2 separate regions of the Mus musculus genome follow, and region 1 is linked to region 2. The links are chromatin contacts, called in public HiChIP or PLAC-seq maps. All regions are on one chromosome and are shown on one strand. The core of a region is the stretch at or near the end of the contact, and the rest is flanking DNA. Distances in the headings are between cores, read along the strand shown. Region 1 has its middle 50 kb from the start of Gm35374. Region 2 has its middle 79 kb from the start of Chd6.

Region 1 (3,440 bases), core at 102-2,601, 150 kb before region 2:
AGGACACCACAGTGATGGCTGGTTTTAAATGTCAGTTCTCCACAACCAAAAATCATCAGAGCAGGGCACCTCAACTGAGGAGCTGTCTCTATCAGGTTGGCCCATGGGTGGGTGGGTCTGTTAGAGGTTATTATCTTGGGTTCCTGATATGGGAGGCCCCACCCCAAATGTAAGCAGCACTTCCTGGTGGCAGAAGGAAGGCTATTCACCCCCTCCCCTCACCCAGCTTAGCCTTCCTTCTCTCTTTCCCACTGAATTAATTTACCCTGATGATGGTTCAGACTGGTGGCTGAACCAGTGTTTCAAGGTGGCTCTCCAGGAAACCTCCTAGCTTTTATTGCAGGATCGGATCTACTGAGGCATCTGGCCTCATGGCCTGAGCAACTACTGGCTTCTAAGCCCTCTCAGTGTGAGACACCTGTTGTTGGACCCTTTCCACCATGAAACATAGCTGGTTTAATAAATCCTTTTTAAATGCACCGTTTTCACCCTCTCAGTTCTTGTCTTCTGGGGGACCCTAATATTTTACCGGACAACAAAGGCGAATATGATAGACAGCATGATACACAAGTGTAATTGAGCAACCCTGTCGTTATTATCATGATCAGGTGCTGCTCACACACCGCACTTACATGACTAGCGGTGCAGTAGACCTATTTATACTGGTGTCGCCATGAGCTTGTGTGTCCTGTGTTGTTTAGGATGTTACACCAGCCACACTGTCATGAGGTCATGGGAATCGTTCGACTCTATTATCCCCTTACAGGACCACAATTGCAAATACGGGCTGTCGTTGGGCCAAATGCCACTTCGGGGCACATGGCAGTCCTTAAAAACAGACTTGAGAGCTGACAAAGTGCTCAATCCTGCCACATGACGGCCCTGGCAAGAGCTACTCTTAACCTCTAAGCCTAACATATTCTGAGGTTAATTTTTCAGAGGTACCACGCGCAAATCCCCAAGTTTCCCTCTAACGCACGCCGTCTCTTACACTCGCTCTTTTTTTTTCCCACCAGCATGCCAATCTTGTTCCTAATTTAGCCCTTAGACTAAGCCAGGTTGTCAGTTTGCTATTCCCTAATCCCTTCTCACCATGGCAATTGAAACTGATGATTGCAACATTGCTGAGTTCCTTGTTCCGGGGCCTATTGTGCAGAGTGTAATCACCGCCCGCCGGCCCGCCCGCCGCAGACAGCTTGTGGAGCTGGCAGAACCAACATCAAACAAACAGCACCTCCTGCCTCTATCCAGGACCTGACTGCTTCAACAAGAACCCACTGGTCCTGCTGAGAGCAGACAGAGCTGGTCCCTGCCCACACGGTTGAATGTGGGGAAGGCCAACCCTGAAAGCTTATGCAAATAGGACTGAGGGTGGAGCCTAAAGTGGACTGGCCAAGGCAACAAGTGAGCCAAACAACAGGAAGAAGCAAGTGGAAGAGATACAGGAGGACCGGAGTCATACTAGCGGCAGTGAAGGCAGGAGGCCAGAGCATCATACTGAGCCAGGGCTTCTGGAATCCACTCAAGACGCTAAGTGTGGCAGGAGATGAAGCTGTAAGAGATGCTGGGGCCAGCCCTCAGAGAGCCTTGCCAGCCAAGCAAGAGAGCCTGAGTTGATTCCAGAGCTGATAGAATGTCGCCAAGGGACACTTTACAGGGAAGGGGGCAATTGCCCCAGTTCAGGAGGAGCTGAGAGAAAGGATTTAGGTCACCCACATGCAACTGGTGAGCCCGTCCAACGGTGCATAGAATTGGGATATTTGTTGGCAGGCCCCAGTTCCCACCTCTATACCTTTTTAATAGGCCACTTCTAGTCTTTGAGTTTAAGGGCCTCTGAACCAGACAAAGCAATCCATATAAAAGGGCTAGCCAGCATGCCATGTGGCTCCTAAAGCTGGGCTTTATACTCATATGCTTTGGTCTATTCTTAAGGGAACCATCGAGAGAGACATTGAAGATTAAACTCTCAGGCCTCCCAGCACAGGACAGACTTCCCCAGCAAAGTCCTGTTCCCTCTCCAGTCCTAGCATGGTGACCAGTGCACTATCCCATATGCAGAGCTCTCACCCGTGTATGCCTATCGATCCAATCAGTTTAGGGAGAGAGGGAATAGAGGGCAGAATTTAAGGATGGTAGAACAGACCCATGCCACTCCCAAACTCTGCCGCGTACCGGCCATGTATTCAGGAAAGTTGCTATGCTTCTTAGACTCAAGTTTGAAGTTACCAGTTCATTGTGATTTGCCTGAAACTTTCTGGGGTTTAGCACTGACAGTCCTGTGTCTCAGTAGACATTTCACACCTGGTCCGTTGGGAACTGACTGGTCACCATGCACGGGTTTGGTTACTTCATGTGTAAAAATCTGTGTCACCATATGCCTTGATGCCACCGTGAGGATTTCAGATTGGCGGAGTCTTCCACTGCATCAGAAACATAGCACATGGTTCAAAAATATGTTTATGCAAATTCCCCGATTTGTAATCTGTCGCTCAGGATTCCCCCTCCAGGGTGGGGATCAAAGCATCACTATAGTTCATCTGATTGGGGTGCAGCTCAGCTCGCCCGACCCATCTCAAGTGAGTTTTCTCTTGTTCCCCAACACTTCTACATAGGAAGCAGGCAGAAAGCGGGTGCTTACTTGACAGATGGAGAAACATCTGCCCAGGCCCTGTGGGCAAGGAAACTGTGACCCACGCTTCACCTGCCTCTAGAGGAGCAATGGATGATAGCACCATTAGACAGTAGCATTAACCAGGTGACATTTCACTGCTGGGGTGTCCTGTGCATCCCTATTAACTAAGTTGTTTCTTTTCTCCATAGAGTTACAGATTTGTTTCCTGAAGACAAGCTCAGATTTAAGCAGAAGTGACTTCATAAGAGGATAGTTAAGGCCAGCAGCTGGGTAACTGCCACCCTTACTTCTCCCATGGGGTCTGGATGTAGACTTAGTACACTTGTTTACCCCTCCTTAAAGCTGGAGCTTTGTGCCCCATTTAGTTATCGAGCTTTGGCCCAGATCCCAGGATAAAAGGGGGTGGGGTGACAGAAAAGTTTTATACAGACTTAGCAACCTGGCTTCCAGGTTGCTACCACTCAACTAGCCCTGGGTAACCTAAGGACTCAGCTGCAGAGCAACACTTGCACCCATGGCAACCGCCTCTAGGTCCACGGCACTCTCCCTTTCACTGGCCCACAGCACCCTGGAAACCACACCTCAGAGGAACTCGATCAATTCTTGTTAACACTCGCCCAAGACAAGCAGCTTTGAAAAAAGCTGTTTTAGGCAACAGGATCAGCCTTTTGCTGTCGTTCATTAAGGGCTTAGCAGCTCCGTATCGATTTCCTTGCAGCTGCCTCTAAACCTTAATTCCAGGAGCAGAAAAACAAGGCTTTGTCTGCGACATTTCCTGTCCAAGTGGCGGGTAACAACCATTCCTAGG
Region 2 (3,272 bases), core at 706-3,205:
GATCAAGAGTAGTAGAAGCTTCGTCTGGTTGAGGTTTCACAGCTAGAAGGAGTCAAGTTGGGGGATGGGAAGAGCAAAGAGAGGGTTTGGAGGGAAGACAGATGAAAGCTTGGACATAGAGGACCTCCTTCCATTAACCAGACCACTGGCAGCATGTATGAAGATCCTTTAGAACGGTAGGATCAAAAGTGACATTACATGGCCACGTGGAGTCATTATCAGGTCTTGGGTACTGAGGCCAGACCTGATTGCAAAGGTGAATAAGTTTGGATGCCTTTAAATCAGGCACTAGTTTTAGAGGTTTGAGATTTCCCAGGAAGCATCCCAGTAAGGAGCCTGGAGGTATGGTCGAAGATAAGATACTCATTGGCTGAGAGACATTATTAAAGTATTCTTACCAGTGTCCTGAGAACAAATTAATAACAATAGATTAATCTTGCCATGGTGTCCTAATGGTAGTAGATCAATGAAATATTGGACCAAGCACCCAGTCAAGGTCACCCAGTCATCACACAGAAGCTAATGGCTGTCAGCTGCAGGCCTGTTGCCTGAGCTGTGTGCCCAGGGCCCAAGGGAAAATGGTTTACCAGCATTGTCGTGCAAGAAAGAAATCAAGAGGGGGAAAAATGCTTCCTGGACAGCAAGAGAGAGAGGGTTCACCCAAGGGTAGAGGTCCTAAAATGAGGAGTCAGCTAGAAGGCCGATCATCAAGACCATGGAAATATCTGTCCCTTAGACCTCTAGAGGGTAGCCAGTCCTCTCCTGGGACCTGGGATCCTGTCCACTGACTAGGACAGAAAGTTTACCAGTCCACTGATGTTTGCATGGTGTTCAGCAAACCTGTGGTTGGAAGTGAGCCTGTATAGCAGGCAGACTTGCTGGGATGAGGTTCAGCCTATGCAGCTTAACCCACATGGAGGCAGGTTCCACAGCCTGTGCAGCAAAAGAGCTGCAAACCCGTCAGGGCAGAGGCCTCCAGTGAGTCTCTGCACCAATGTTAGAATATGCTGCACAGTCCCAGACAAATCACACCAAGCTGCAGGTCTCATGTGAGAGGTTTTATTGGCAGAGGCAGCCTCTGTGAAGGGGGTTGGGAATGAAGAGGACAAAAAGGAGGAGAAAGAGGAAGAGGAGGAGGAGAAGGAGGAGGAAGGAACTGCCGGGGGAGGTGGGGAACGAGTCTTTTATCTGGGCCCTGGTGTTCACATGTGCAAAGGAACGGTGCAGCGGGTGCCATGGCAAGAGACGCAGGAGCTGCACTGTGGACTAGAGATGTCATATCTTGTCAACTGGGTCCAAGAGCTGGCTGTAAAGACTCTTCTAGCTGTCCAGGGATGCACCTGATGCTAACAGAGAAGAGTGAGAAAATGGAGTCATTGGGTGTGTATAACTCAGACAGACTCAGGGCAGCTGGAAAGGAAGAGGGGGAAAGAAGAAGCTGAGAGATATAGGAGCATGTACTTAGAGACCCTTATTCAACATTTTTGTGCACAGGTCACTTGTTCTCAAGGCTAGAAGTTGCTCAGATCAGCTGCAATGGTAGATGTGGGAACTGACAACATGACCACTCTATGGCATGGTTAAGAGAAAGTTTTTATTGTAGATATAAGAGGGAGAACATCCTGAGGCATCTGGGAGAGTCCAGATCAAAGAAAGGAAGACATAAGTAGGCTAAACATGGCCAGCAGACTGGACTTGAGAGACGCAGAGGGGGGAGAGTGAGGGAGAGGGAAAGGAACATAAAGACAGGGAGAGAGTAGGGGATGGGGGAGGGAGAGACAAAGAGAGAATGAACATATCAAAAATAGCAGGGTTAGAAGGAGAATTACAGTCTAGGGGAGGGGAGGAGGTAAGAAGAGCTAGGATACTAGTTCTTTGAAATGTGTAAGTAACCTGTAGTTGTAGAGCCTGGAGGCCAACATGGGCTTTGGTATGCTAATAGACACCACAGGTAGCCATTTAATCCTTCCGCCACTGATAAGGGAAACTGCCTCCTTCCCACAGAAGGGGATTGGCTTCACAAGTTCCTGAGGAATGCTGGCTTTTATCTATCCACCAGAAGTCCTCCTACAATCCAGGACTGCCTTTGGAGTCTGGGGGATCAGAGTTCCCTTTGGACCTAACTGCACACACCTCTAATCCCAGCATGTGGGAGGTAGAGGTAAAAAGACTAGCAATTTGAGATCATTTACAGCTAACACAGCAAATTCAAGGCCATGAACACATGAAACCCTATCTCAAAAAACCCAGAAGGAAGACGTGCAAAACAGTTCATCAGGTAAAGGCACCTGTCACCAAATCAGCAGGTAAAGGCACCTGTCACCAAGTCTGACAATGGGAGTTTGATCCCTGGACTCCACTTGGTTGAAGCTGGGAACCAGACTCCTACAAGTTCTCCTCTGACTTCCACACACATATGTGTCATATGCTATAGTAAAAACACATGCATGCACAATACACACACACACATATACTAAATATATACATACATACATACATATGTATGTATTTCATCTAAAAATCTGAGGAAAAAGAGAAGGATGAGGAAGAAGAAAAGATGAAGAAGAAGCTGTAAAAAGAAAAGGGTACTTAGTTTCCTTTACCAACTTTTGCTGAATCCTGGTTCCCTGAATTTTGCATAAATTATCCATGGTAATAGGACACTGTACCCATACTGTTTGCAAGATGTGTGCTCTGGGTATGATAATAACAATAGCCACCACTTATTGAGAGCACATTTATGCAAAGCTAAGAGCTTTACATAAATTATCTCATTTAATCCTCACAACAACCCTGCCAGGTAGACCTTATTATTTTCTTCTATTTGGAAATAACAAAACCTGAGACACAGACTGCTTAGTTAGCCCATTACAGTCATCCAGCAATAAGTGACTGACCCTGTCAACAGTCAAAACCCAGGTTCATCTCATCCAACACCCATGCTCCTAAGTATGAAAGCTGGAGCCCCACAAGGTAGACTCTGTTCATCGCAGCCATCAGAGTCATGAGGAAAGCTTTCAAAAATGCAAATCCCCTGTCCCACATAAGACATGTTCTCATACACCTAAATACATCAACCAAGCATGTGCATCTGGCATGTGCTAAAAGCTTAATAAGCCATAGTTACCAGATAATCGAATGTCTCATCCAAGATTACAGCTCACCATTCTTTCAAAAGTTTCCAGGAACCCTACTCTATTCCAAGCTCTGTGTTAGATATCACAGGTATTGCAGTAAGCAAGACAATTGAAGTCTTTGCCCTGCTGTGTCAG

The links. HiChIP or PLAC-seq counts read pairs in DNA pulled down with a chosen protein or histone mark.
Region 1: an H3K27ac HiChIP or PLAC-seq map of epiblast stem cells shows a contact between it and region 2, with 4 times the contacts expected there. The contact joins two enhancer-like sites. A contact is called at or near these places in 2 of 484 Hi-C or Micro-C datasets (embryonic stem cells and stem cell-derived epiblast-like cells) and 2 of 115 datasets of contacts at active chromatin or transcription factors (embryonic stem cells and epiblast stem cells).

The regions. Positions count from the first base shown.
Region 1 is chr2:161,339,517-161,342,956 of GRCm38.p6, reverse strand. No RefSeq gene overlaps it. Among named protein-coding and RNA genes, the nearest start is that of Gm35374, 50 kb to the left of the region's middle. Within about 2 kb of position 1,351, at least 113 of the 459 cell types and tissues checked have an H3K27ac peak or open chromatin away from gene starts, as enhancers often do. A contact at or near this core is called in epiblast stem cells and stem cell-derived epiblast-like cells, where this site is marked.
Region 2 is chr2:161,186,429-161,189,700 of GRCm38.p6, reverse strand. No RefSeq gene overlaps it. Among named protein-coding and RNA genes, the nearest start is that of Chd6, 79 kb to the right of the region's middle. Within about 2 kb of position 1,955, at least 12 of the 459 cell types and tissues checked have an H3K27ac peak or open chromatin away from gene starts, as enhancers often do. A contact at or near this core is called in epiblast stem cells and stem cell-derived epiblast-like cells, where this site is marked.